2 separate regions of the Ovis aries genome follow, and region 2 is linked to region 1. The links are chromatin contacts, called in public Hi-C maps. All regions are on one chromosome and are shown on one strand. The core of a region is the stretch at or near the end of the contact, and the rest is flanking DNA. Distances in the headings are between cores, read along the strand shown.

Region 1 (4,955 bases), core at 706-3,205:
AAACCACAGCACAATGCTTGAGTTGACCTATGGTAGCGCTGGTGGTAAAGAATCGCCTGCCAATCCAGGAGACATAACGTGGGTTTGATCCCTGGGTTGGGAAGATCCCCTGGAGGAGGAAATGGCAACCCACTCCAGTATTCTTGCCTGGAAAATTCCATGGACAGAGGAGCCTGGCAGGCTTCAGTACATGGGGCTGCAGATTCATTCGGACACAGCTGAGCAACTAAACAACACATGATGCCTCTGGGCCCTGAGCCACTCAGTCCCCAGACTCTGCTGCTGCTTTCCCACTGGGGCTCGCTGGCTGGTTATCGGGTGGATAGAGGATTTGCATCAGATATTTGCATTTATTTCTAGGCTTCCATTCAGAGCATACCTTTATTCTATCTTGTGCACTGTGTTGGAGTTCTCTTCCAGCAAAAAAAAAAAAAAAAAAAAAGATATATATATATAGAGAGAGAGAGAGAGTTATTTATATAGTTAATTATATACAATTATATAATTATATAATAATTGTTACTACCTGTTTAAAAACTTGTAGTGGTTCACTACTGTATACAGAACAATCGAAACTTTCTAATTCTGGCTTTTAAAATTTCTCCACTTTGGTGCCTGCCCTGCCTTTTCCAGCTTCCTCTCCCATACCACCTCTCCTCTCCTGGTCTTCTGTCCTTTGAACTTCTCTCTCGATTCCCTGTGATGGGAACAAGCCCTTTCTCGTTCCCACCTCCGTATCTTCACTCAGGCAGCTTCCTCCACTGGAAAAGACCTCCTCCATCAAAGTCAATGCATCTTCCATTTTTCTCTTCCACTTGGAATCAATCCAAGAGTAGTGGCTAAGAGTATGGCTTCTAGAGCCCAACTTCCTGCCTTTGAATCCAGGCTTTGCACTTGCCGTCTTGAGCAATTTCCTTAAACTCTTTCTGCTTCAGTTTTGTCCTGTTATATGGGGAACTAATAGTGTCCACCTCATAGGGCAGTGGTGAAAATTACAATGCACTTAGAAAAAAATATGTAATGCATGGTACACTATTGCTAAATGTTAGCTCTTGAGATATTGTTTTTCCCCCTAACAACTCTTTTACATATTCCGGGAGATAGTGAAGGACAGGGAAGCCTGGCATGCTGCAGTCCATGGGGTCTCAAAGAGTCAGATATGCCTTAGTGACTGAACCAACAACATTCTGTCTTGTTAGCCTGTTAAGTATTATTTGTAAACGCATCACTAGGTCGAAACCACCTTGAAGTCAAGAACTCTGTCTAATGAACCTAAATATCTTCCCTCAATGGATGTGGCCCAGTGCTTGAATATAGTAGACACTCAATTTTTATTAAAATACTTTGCTCAGCTTCCTAACATCTTCCTTTGAAGATGACCCATACTCAAAGATGGAGACAGGGGGACCAGGAACTATGGAGCAGGTCCCCTGAGGCCCCTTCTCTTCTCTCCAGGCACACGGCCCCAGAGGCAGGCCTGCCTTCCGTTGTGATTCCCTAACGCCTGGACTTGATCCGGCATCTGGCTCGGGGGACTGATCCCGCATCTGGCTCAGGGGACTGATCCCGCATCTGGCTCAGGGGACTGATCCCGCATCTGGCTCAGGGGACTGGCGGGAAGTTGTAGGGCCCTCCCCACCCCCACCCCGCGGTCAGCAACAATCCAGGTGTCCTCGACACTTCCAACCTGACGGACCGGTCTGGTTGGAAGAGAAGCGGTGATTCGGTGCATCACCGGGCTTCCACGGTACATTTTCTTCAGAAGTATTCTGTGCGGTATGTGTTTTTCAGAAATCAGACGACGAGGTTCCAAAGACCCCCTGGTGAAGGCGCTTCAGCTGCTCGACAGCCCGTGCGAGCCTGGAGAGAACGGCCCGAAGCCCGAGGCGCTGGCGAAGCGCCGAAGCTCCAAGGAGCTGCTGGGGAAGCCGCCGCAGCTCTACGACACGCCCTATGAGCCGGCGGCCGAGGCGGGCGCGTTCGCCGCCGAGGGGCCGGAGCGGAAGGCGAGGTTGCCCCCGGACAGCCACGGACGGCTGCCCCAGGACGACGAGAGGCCCGCGGCCGAGTACGAGCAGCCTTGGGAGTGGAAGAAGGAGCAGATCGTGCGGGCGCTATCGGGTGAGGGCTGGGTCCGTGTCCCGCTCCTGCCTTCTTTCAGCTTCCCTGCTGGAAAACCCCCGCCCGCCCGTTCAGCCAAGGCGCTTTTCTTTGTGTTCCTCGACTGCGAGTTTCTTTTTCCAAGAAATTTGATGACGTGGCGAAATAAAAATTAGGCTATGGTTGAAAGGACAGGACTGAAGAAGACCCCTTAATGTTGCAAGGGGTCCTCTGTCTTTCTGGGCATCTTCATTTCCCTTTATCCTTGCAGTGTGCAACTGTTTGGGAAATGCCTCAAATCACTACGGGAAAAACCTTATCTAATCACCACTAAAAGCTGTCACATTGAGAGCAGCTTCTAACTCTTGGTGCTGTTCCTCCAGCCTGTTCACATTTCTGTTTATAATAAGATGGCAGTAGTGGATCAAGTGGACTATAGGAGAGGTGGTTGGAAAGCAGGAGGAAGCTAGCTTTTTTTTTTTCCTGTCGAAAATCCTCCTAAAGGAACCAATTCTTCAGCTGTGAACTGTTTTTAATAACTTAAGAGGATGAGTAGATTGTCAATAGATATTAAAGGTCAATCTCCCTCCTGGTTCTCCCAAGACATAGTTTTTCTACTTACCTGGCCACCTAATTTCTTTTGCCTTTGTAAAAGTTCGGGATATCTTTTCCCTCTAACAGTAAAGCTGTGCTTTTGATTAAAATTGTCATCAATGTAAAGGGTGAGTGGAAAAGGTAATTTGTTTGATAGCAAACATTTGAGTCCGGTTGGGCTTTCCCTGGGGCTCAGCTGGTAAAGAACCCGCCTGCCAGTTACAGGAGACTCAAGAGATGTGGTTTCAATCCCTGGACTAGGGAAGATCCCCTAGAGCAGGAAATGGCAACCCACTCCAATATTCTTGCCTGGAAAATCCCATGGACAGAGGAGCCTGGCAGGCTAGTCCGTGGGGTCCCAAAGAGTCAGACCTGACTGAGCGTGGGTGTGCACGCACACACATATATGAATCAGGTTTTCTTTTTGTGTGCATTAATTTTTAAAATAATTTTATTCAAGTATAGTTGATTTAGTGTTGTGTTAATTTCTGCCGTATATACAGCAAAGTGACTCAGTTATACATACATATATTCTTTTTTGTATTCTTTCCCATAATGGTTTACCACAGTATATTGAATACAGTTCCCTGTGCTGTTTAATAGAACCTGTTGTTTACCATCCTATATATACTAGTTTGAATATGCTAATCCCAGGCTCCCAGTCCTTCCCTCCCCACCCTCAAGTCAGTTTTTGTTTTATTTTTCTTTATTTATTTTTTGGTTTTGGTTTTGTTTTATTTTAGAGTTATTTTCCACAAATCCCTACTGATTACCAACTTCTGTGCTAAATGCTACTCATTTTCTCTCTTTATCTTCTATCCAACCTAGATGTCATAGCATTGTTCAGACACTGTTAGTAGTTTCTATTTCTCAGCTGATTTTTCTCTCTATTATTTCATAGTGAAAACTTCATTTGGTTTCATAGAACGACACACACTCTTGGAAGGAGTCATTACCTGAGACTCTGTTTAGTCTTCTATTCTAAATATACCAAAAGGACCAGTGTTTTTGAAAGTACGTTCTGAAATATACTGAAGTGGTTTCTCCTCATGTTCTAAAACCATTCTCTGTTAATGAACATCTTGAGGTAAAAGTGGGTACGTGTGGATGCTAGCAGTATGATCTGATATCAAAGACAGCAGGAGCTCAGCTACCCCAGGGCCTTTGTAGTACATTTTAGCTCAGATTAAAGAAGGAGGAAAGTTGCTTTCCTAAGATGAGCCAGACAGGTTCTTTTCTTTGAGGTGTACGTAGGTCATCTCAGTGGCCTCTGATGTTAAATGGAGCCTTCCTTCCAGTTCAGTTTGAGGGCTCTGAGCGGCCTTCTGTCAAGGAGGAGGCAGTGAGGCAGCACCACCGGCAGAAGAGCTGGACCCAGAAGATCTTGAAGCCAGCCCTGACCGACCACAGTGAGGGGGAGCGAGTGGACCCAGCCCTGCCGCTGGAGAAGCAGCCGTGAGTCTCCTCCCCAGACACGCGTGACACAAGGTGGCTGGCAGCTTGTTGAGAGCCTTGGCGGGGCACACTAGCTCATTCTAAGTCTTTCTGGTGTTGAACTCTTGTCTGGGTGGGGCTTATTTGTGAAAACCCATTTTCCAAGCCCAGTGCCTTTGTGCCTAGGGGAAAATGAGGCCCCAGAACCGGATCTCAAATTCCATTCCCCTGTGTAGAGTGAAAACTTTTTAAGTGACTCTAGCCCTGTTAACTCCCTCTGGGGGTGATGGATAGGTTTTGTGATCCGGGATTACCCAGATCTCATTTCGTCTATTTTGAATGGGAAGCCGGATCTAGTCCAGGCTGTTGAGCTTTCATGAGAAGTTCATTTCCAAAATTGCTTTATGGAATGAGGCCCTGTCTGGATTGGGATATTGATGCTCATGGTTTCTCCCCCTGCCCCATTTTTCAGTTGGTATCATGGTGCCATCACCCGTGCTGAGGCAGAGAGTCGACTACAGTCCTGCAAAGAAGCTGGGTACCTGGTTCGAAACAGCGAGTCAGGAACCAGTAGGTACTCCATTGCACTAAAGTGAGTATTAAGCATCCTGGGCTCTCCCTGTCTGGATCAAGAGTGGGGTGCAGACTTTCCTATCATGGGAAAATGACCAAGCAAAAAAGATATGTTGGGTTAGCCAAAAACTTCATTTGAGTTTTTCTGTAAGATCTTACACTTTTTGGTCAACCCAGTACTTTATATGGTGCACGGGGATACATATTGACAGAAAATAAGATGCGTTTGCTTGGACAACAGAATATGACGTACT
Region 2 (5,136 bases), core at 2,466-4,965, 64 kb before region 1:
CACCCCCGAAGGAAGATGGCTAACCCAGGAGTGCCATCCCCTTCCTCCTTCCCCAGGCACCACTGGACCAATTACCTTTGAATGCTGTATTTGGATCTCACGCTGCCTCTGTGGTTCCCTCCCTCATTTTTCCTGGACGTGATAGCTCTGCCTATTGCAGGACAATGATGGCTATTCTAAACGCTAAGGGAAAAAAAAAAACACACACACACAGAACTGTTTCAAGTACTCAAGACTGACTTACAGACCAACCAACCACCTGGCTGGAACCCTTGCTAGCAGGCATTCTTATAAAAGAAACTTTCGAGCCTCCTTATATTGCTGGAAACTCAGCTGTGCTCCAGACTAGAGCCTCCTTACCTATGCTATGGATTTTTAATTTATTTTCTCTTATTTCATGTACACTGCTTTTTTTGGTTACAGTGTATGATGGATGTGTATGAAAAAAAATGTATCTTTGGGAAAACAATTACAGTTTGTTAATTTGAAGACGCTGGTTTTGACTCATCTTTATTTTTATTTTCATAGCTTACCCTTCCCCCATCCCCTGAATTCCTTCAGCAGTTGGGGGAGGGGTACCAGGGTCACTGTGGCTTTGGGAGCCATGAGGGGCTGCACTTCACTGCCAAAGCCAGAGAAAGGTGGAGCTGAAGCACATGCCTGCCTCAGCCGAAAGGGCTCTGGAGTGACCAGACTTGTACCCCCTGGAAGGCAGAGCTCAGCCTGCTGAACCGCAAAGCAGGCTGAAATGATGACCCTTATTCTTAACTTCTAGTCACAGGTGTTTTCAAATTTCTAAGAAGAATAACAAGGAGGCCTAAGAGGCTGCTTCACAGAACTACTTTTAAATGAACTGAATAGGAATGGGGCCAGTCTCAAGCATGTATGTGGTCCTTCTGATCTCAGCAACAGGCTGTGTAGCTACCATTCGTGTTCACTGGTCACCCTTCCCAGGAAGTGGCACTGAAGGGCGATGGTTGGGAGCTCTGTTGCTGCTCCCCTTGTCTGTTGCTTCATTTATTCCTAACAGAAGAGCCAGGCAGAGCTCCGAAGTTGTTTGGCTTGGAGACTGAATTCTAAGGCACTTTCATAATGTGGGTCCTACTGGAAAGGATTGGCTTTAAGGGGTTTGGTCCATCTACCTGTGGGCCCCACTCAGGCTCAGAACCGCTGTGGAGGCAGGTCCATGAGCTGACCTGCCGGTGCTGGGTCTGTGCCTGCTGTGTAAGTACATCTGTGCCGCCTCCTGGTCAGCGAGCTTGCTCAGGGGCAGAGACGGCCTCCAGAACCTGCCTACAGACTGGATGGTGAAATGCCAGAGGCCAGGGATGGCCAAGTGAGGATGAGGATGTGTCTTAGCTTAAACAGCACAGCCATCTGAAACCTCTAGGATGCCAGAGTTCTGTATGCTTTGACACAACTATTTTAACTTTGGTCACTCCCCCCGCCCCCAATTAAGGGATTTTGATGTTTTGCTGCTTCAGGTGGATGCAGAGTTCACCGGAACCACTCAACGCTGCTCTAACCCTCCCACACCCACCTGGTACAGGGTGCTCATTTATGCTGAGGTGGAGGTAAAGAGGGCAGGCACCCACAGGGAAACTCATTTCATGGAGCTGAGATCTAGTTCTCAAGGCCTCTGCCTTTTTTCTGGACTTATCACCAGCCCTGGCTGGAACGTACTATAGGTTGTGTTTTTAGTAATGTGTGCTGTGAGCTGTCCTCTGTACAATGTATTTTGTAATGTATTTTTCTCATCTACCAAAGGATGGAACAAATAAAATTATTTAAATAGTTTGGCTCTAATCAAATTATTATTTAAAGAAAGAATGGGGGGGTCACGTTCACCTGACGTAAAGGGAAGCACCAGCTCCTGTGCGCTGTAGCTATATAAACACCAACTCTCCAAGAAAATCTTATCAAACCTAGCAGTCCTTTCTATGACCTTACGTTAGGCTCCTAATGAAGTTACATGGTTAAGGGGAAAAAAAAAAAGGCCACATCATCTGGAACCAGTGTTCTGTCTACCAAGAGGGCGAAGAAAAGAAACAAACCTTATCTTGCACGAGTGTACATCTATGTCCCACACAGGGTTTGAATAGCCGGCACACGGCAGCTCCCAGCCTGTGGCTTCAGCTTTAGAGGGCAGAACTGGGGGGGTGGCTAGATAGGAATCAGTCACCCCAAATGTGAAGTATGCTGACGCTTATTCACCAAGCCGACAGGTCAGTGTTCAGATGCCCCCTACCTGATTCTACGCTGGAATGCCAAGGAAAGTTAAGCAGTGGGCCCCTCCATTCTCCAGAATCTGTCAGGGCAACTTATATCATGCTCTGGGGTTACAAAAAAAAAAAAGGGAAAAAATACACTGGCTACATCAGACTTTCAACCTCATGGAAGCTTCCCTGTTTGGTTCAAATGTTCATGGTGAAGACACACTGAGAAGTAAGCTGGGGGAAGGCAAAGGGGGATCCAATCAGTCCTGGGCACCCCCAAGGCCTCAAGAGGGAAAGGGCAGGAGGGCAGAATCCAGACAGGAGAGGGAGCATGCTGATCGCAGCCACGTCACTTAAACTCTTCAAACTTCAGGATGTGTGACTGGAAGAGAAAGATAAAATCTGAGTGGGAAGGAAGGACCGGCCCCCCCAGGCAGTCCACCCCACCCCTGGACAACTTCAGTTTGCTTCCTCTACAGGAATGACAGGTAAATATGCAGCACCCAGGCCGAGGCCGGGGGGTGGCTGCAGCTGAGACCCTGGGGTGGGAGGGAAGGAACAGGAGACACAGGGCAGTTACCTCCAAGTTCAAAGCACCAGTGATTTTCCCTTTGAGGATGCGATGAATAACCTGATTTGAACTCAAAATACCTGCAAAACAAAATACAAGAACAAAACCTTGGTATTTGTTGGTCCGGCAGGAGGAGCAAGGGAGGGAAGCGAGAGGCTGGGGCTGCAGGAAAGGGTTCTGGCTGCAGACCAGCTCCTGCGGACAAGTCTCTGCTAGTCAGAGCTCACTCCCAGCTGCCAGGATAACGTGAGATAATCAGCACTGAAGAGGGAGGAGAGGGGGAGGGCAAAGTGAGAGCACATAAAAGGAAGCATTATACTTGTTAAAATGATTACGGGTATCTGAGATTGCACATTTCCTAATGGAAATTCTGGGGACAGAAAACGGTTTACTCAACTCTGCTCTGAGTTTTGGCTGGTGAAATGGAAGTTAAAAGACAGACAGCCTTTATACCACGACGAGTGAGCATTCCTACCTGCTGGGACAAGGCAGGGCAGGGCGCTGGTCAGACACTCGCCTTTATCCAGTCTGCCCTTAATCAGCTCCTGCCATTCCCACCCCCACACTCTGGGACTGTCTGTATGCATGCAACTGGCTCATATCAAGGGGAGACCTCAGTGCTACCCTCACCCAGGCCGTTTTCTTACTATGAAACATGAAGAAGTCCCTTTCATTTTTCTGAGCCTTACTTTCCCCATCCATATAATTGTACACCTGCCCACCCGGCCTCAGGACCATACTCCACATGAGAGCTGAGCAACCCCCCATCTGGGCTGTACACTTTGGCCCTTCTGACAGGCTTGGAGCTGCTCTTAGAGGGCAGGGGGCTCCTTACTCTGGGCTACCCTCCAACACCCAAGCAGTCAGGTCCGGCCTACAAGACACTCCCCAGCCCTGTCTGCTGCGTGAGTCCCCAAGCTGAGCCTCTTCATGCAATGACCCAAGACGACCTCTGGGTGGTGCCCCCTCACCACTGGGCACAAGCCCATAAGCGTAGCAGGGAGGCTTGGCTCTGCACTTTGAGGAAGCGCTTTTCCATCCTGGTTTGTGTGTGTGTGTGTTTCTTTACATCCACTTCTCCTCAGCCCCTTAAAGCACTCTTTCACCCTTTCACATCTCACTTAAACCCCAGTCTTGAGAAGAGCCAGAGCAAAGAAGTGGCCTCGCCATTTCAAGGTTGCAGAACTGAGGCCCCACAGGTGTCCAGATCTAAAGTAACAACCCCTCACATCATGTACAAAAATAAACTCAAAATGGTTTAAAGACTTAAGCATAGACATGACACCATAAAACTCCTAGAAGAGAACACAAAACATTCTCTGACAAAAATCACAGCAATATTGTCTTAAATCAGTCTCGCAAGGCAAGAGAAATAAAAGCAAAAATAAACCAGTGGAACCTAATCAAATTTAAAAGCTTCTCCACAGCAAAAGAAACCATCAAACAAAAAGACAACGGACAGACTTGGAGAAAATACTGGCAAATGATGCAACCAACAAGGAGTTAATTTCAAAAATATACAAACAGTTCATACAGTTTAACATCAAAAAAACAAACAACCCAATAAAAAATGAGCATCAGGGGCTTCCCTGGTGGCTCGGTGGTAAAGAATCTGCCTGCCAATGCAGGAGACACGGTTTCCATCCCTGGTCCAGGAAGACCCCACCTGCTGCAGAGCAACTCAGAGAAGGCAATGGCACCCCACTCCAGTACTCTTGCCTGGAAAATCCCATGGACCGAGGAGCCTGGTAGGCTGCAGTCCATGGGGTCGCTACTAGTCAGACACGACTGAGCGACTTCACTTTCACTTTTCACTTTCATGCATTGGAGAAGGAAATGGCAACCCACTCCAGTGTTCTTGCCTGGAGAATCCCAGGGACGGGGGAGCCTGGTGGGCTGCCATCCATGGGGTCGCACAGAGTCGGACACGACTGAAGCGACTTAGCAGCAGCAGCAGCAGAGCAACTAAGCTCATGCACAACTACTGAGCCGGTGCTCTAGAGCCCAGGGAATCGCAACCACTGCACCCACGTGCTGCAACTACTGAGCACCATGCGCCCTAGGGCCTGCGCTCCACAGCAAGAGAAGCCACCGCAGCGCGAAGCATGCGCGCAGCTGGGTAGCCCCCACCTGCCGCAACTAGAGAAAGCTGGCACAGCAACAAAGACTCAGCACAGCCAAAACAACCGAACAAACAGAATTATTCTTTAAATGGGCATTAGACCTGAATAGACACTTCTCCAAAGAAGACACAGACGTGGCCAACAGCACATGAAAAGATGCTCAACATAGCTAATTCTCAGAGAAATGCGAATCAAAACCACAATGAGCTATCACCTCACACCAGTC

Evidence for each region. A called contact is a pair of places that touch in the nucleus more often than the background predicts.
Region 2: a contact with region 1 is called in a Hi-C map of liver, with 4 times the contacts expected there. The contact joins two enhancer-like sites. A contact is called at or near these places in 14 of 16 Hi-C or Micro-C datasets (blood, hypothalamus, liver and 6 more).

The regions. Positions count from the first base shown.
Region 1 is chr1:104,716,416-104,721,370 of ARS-UI_Ramb_v3.0, reverse strand. It overlaps SHE (Src homology 2 domain containing E), which reads left to right. Exons shown (of 6, transcript XM_027975667.3): 3 at 1,792-2,121; 4 at 3,993-4,149; 5 at 4,601-4,720. Among named protein-coding and RNA genes, the nearest start is that of SHE, 14 kb to the left of the region's middle. Within about 2 kb of position 1,955, at least 4 of the 54 cell types and tissues checked have an H3K27ac peak or open chromatin away from gene starts, as enhancers often do. A contact at or near this core is called in liver, where this site is marked.
Region 2 is chr1:104,782,065-104,787,200 of ARS-UI_Ramb_v3.0, reverse strand. TDRD10 (tudor domain containing 10) reads right to left here. Exons shown (of 11, transcript XM_060414774.1): 10 at 2,797-2,867; 11 at 1,796-2,598. The coding sequence ends at 2,566. It overlaps UBE2Q1 (ubiquitin conjugating enzyme E2 Q1), which reads left to right. Exons shown (of 12, transcript XM_060414764.1): 12 at 1-496. The coding sequence ends at 81. Among named protein-coding and RNA genes, the nearest start is that of UBE2Q1, 11 kb to the left of the region's middle. Within about 2 kb of position 3,715, at least 24 of the 54 cell types and tissues checked have an H3K27ac peak or open chromatin away from gene starts, as enhancers often do. A contact at or near this core is called in liver, where this site is marked.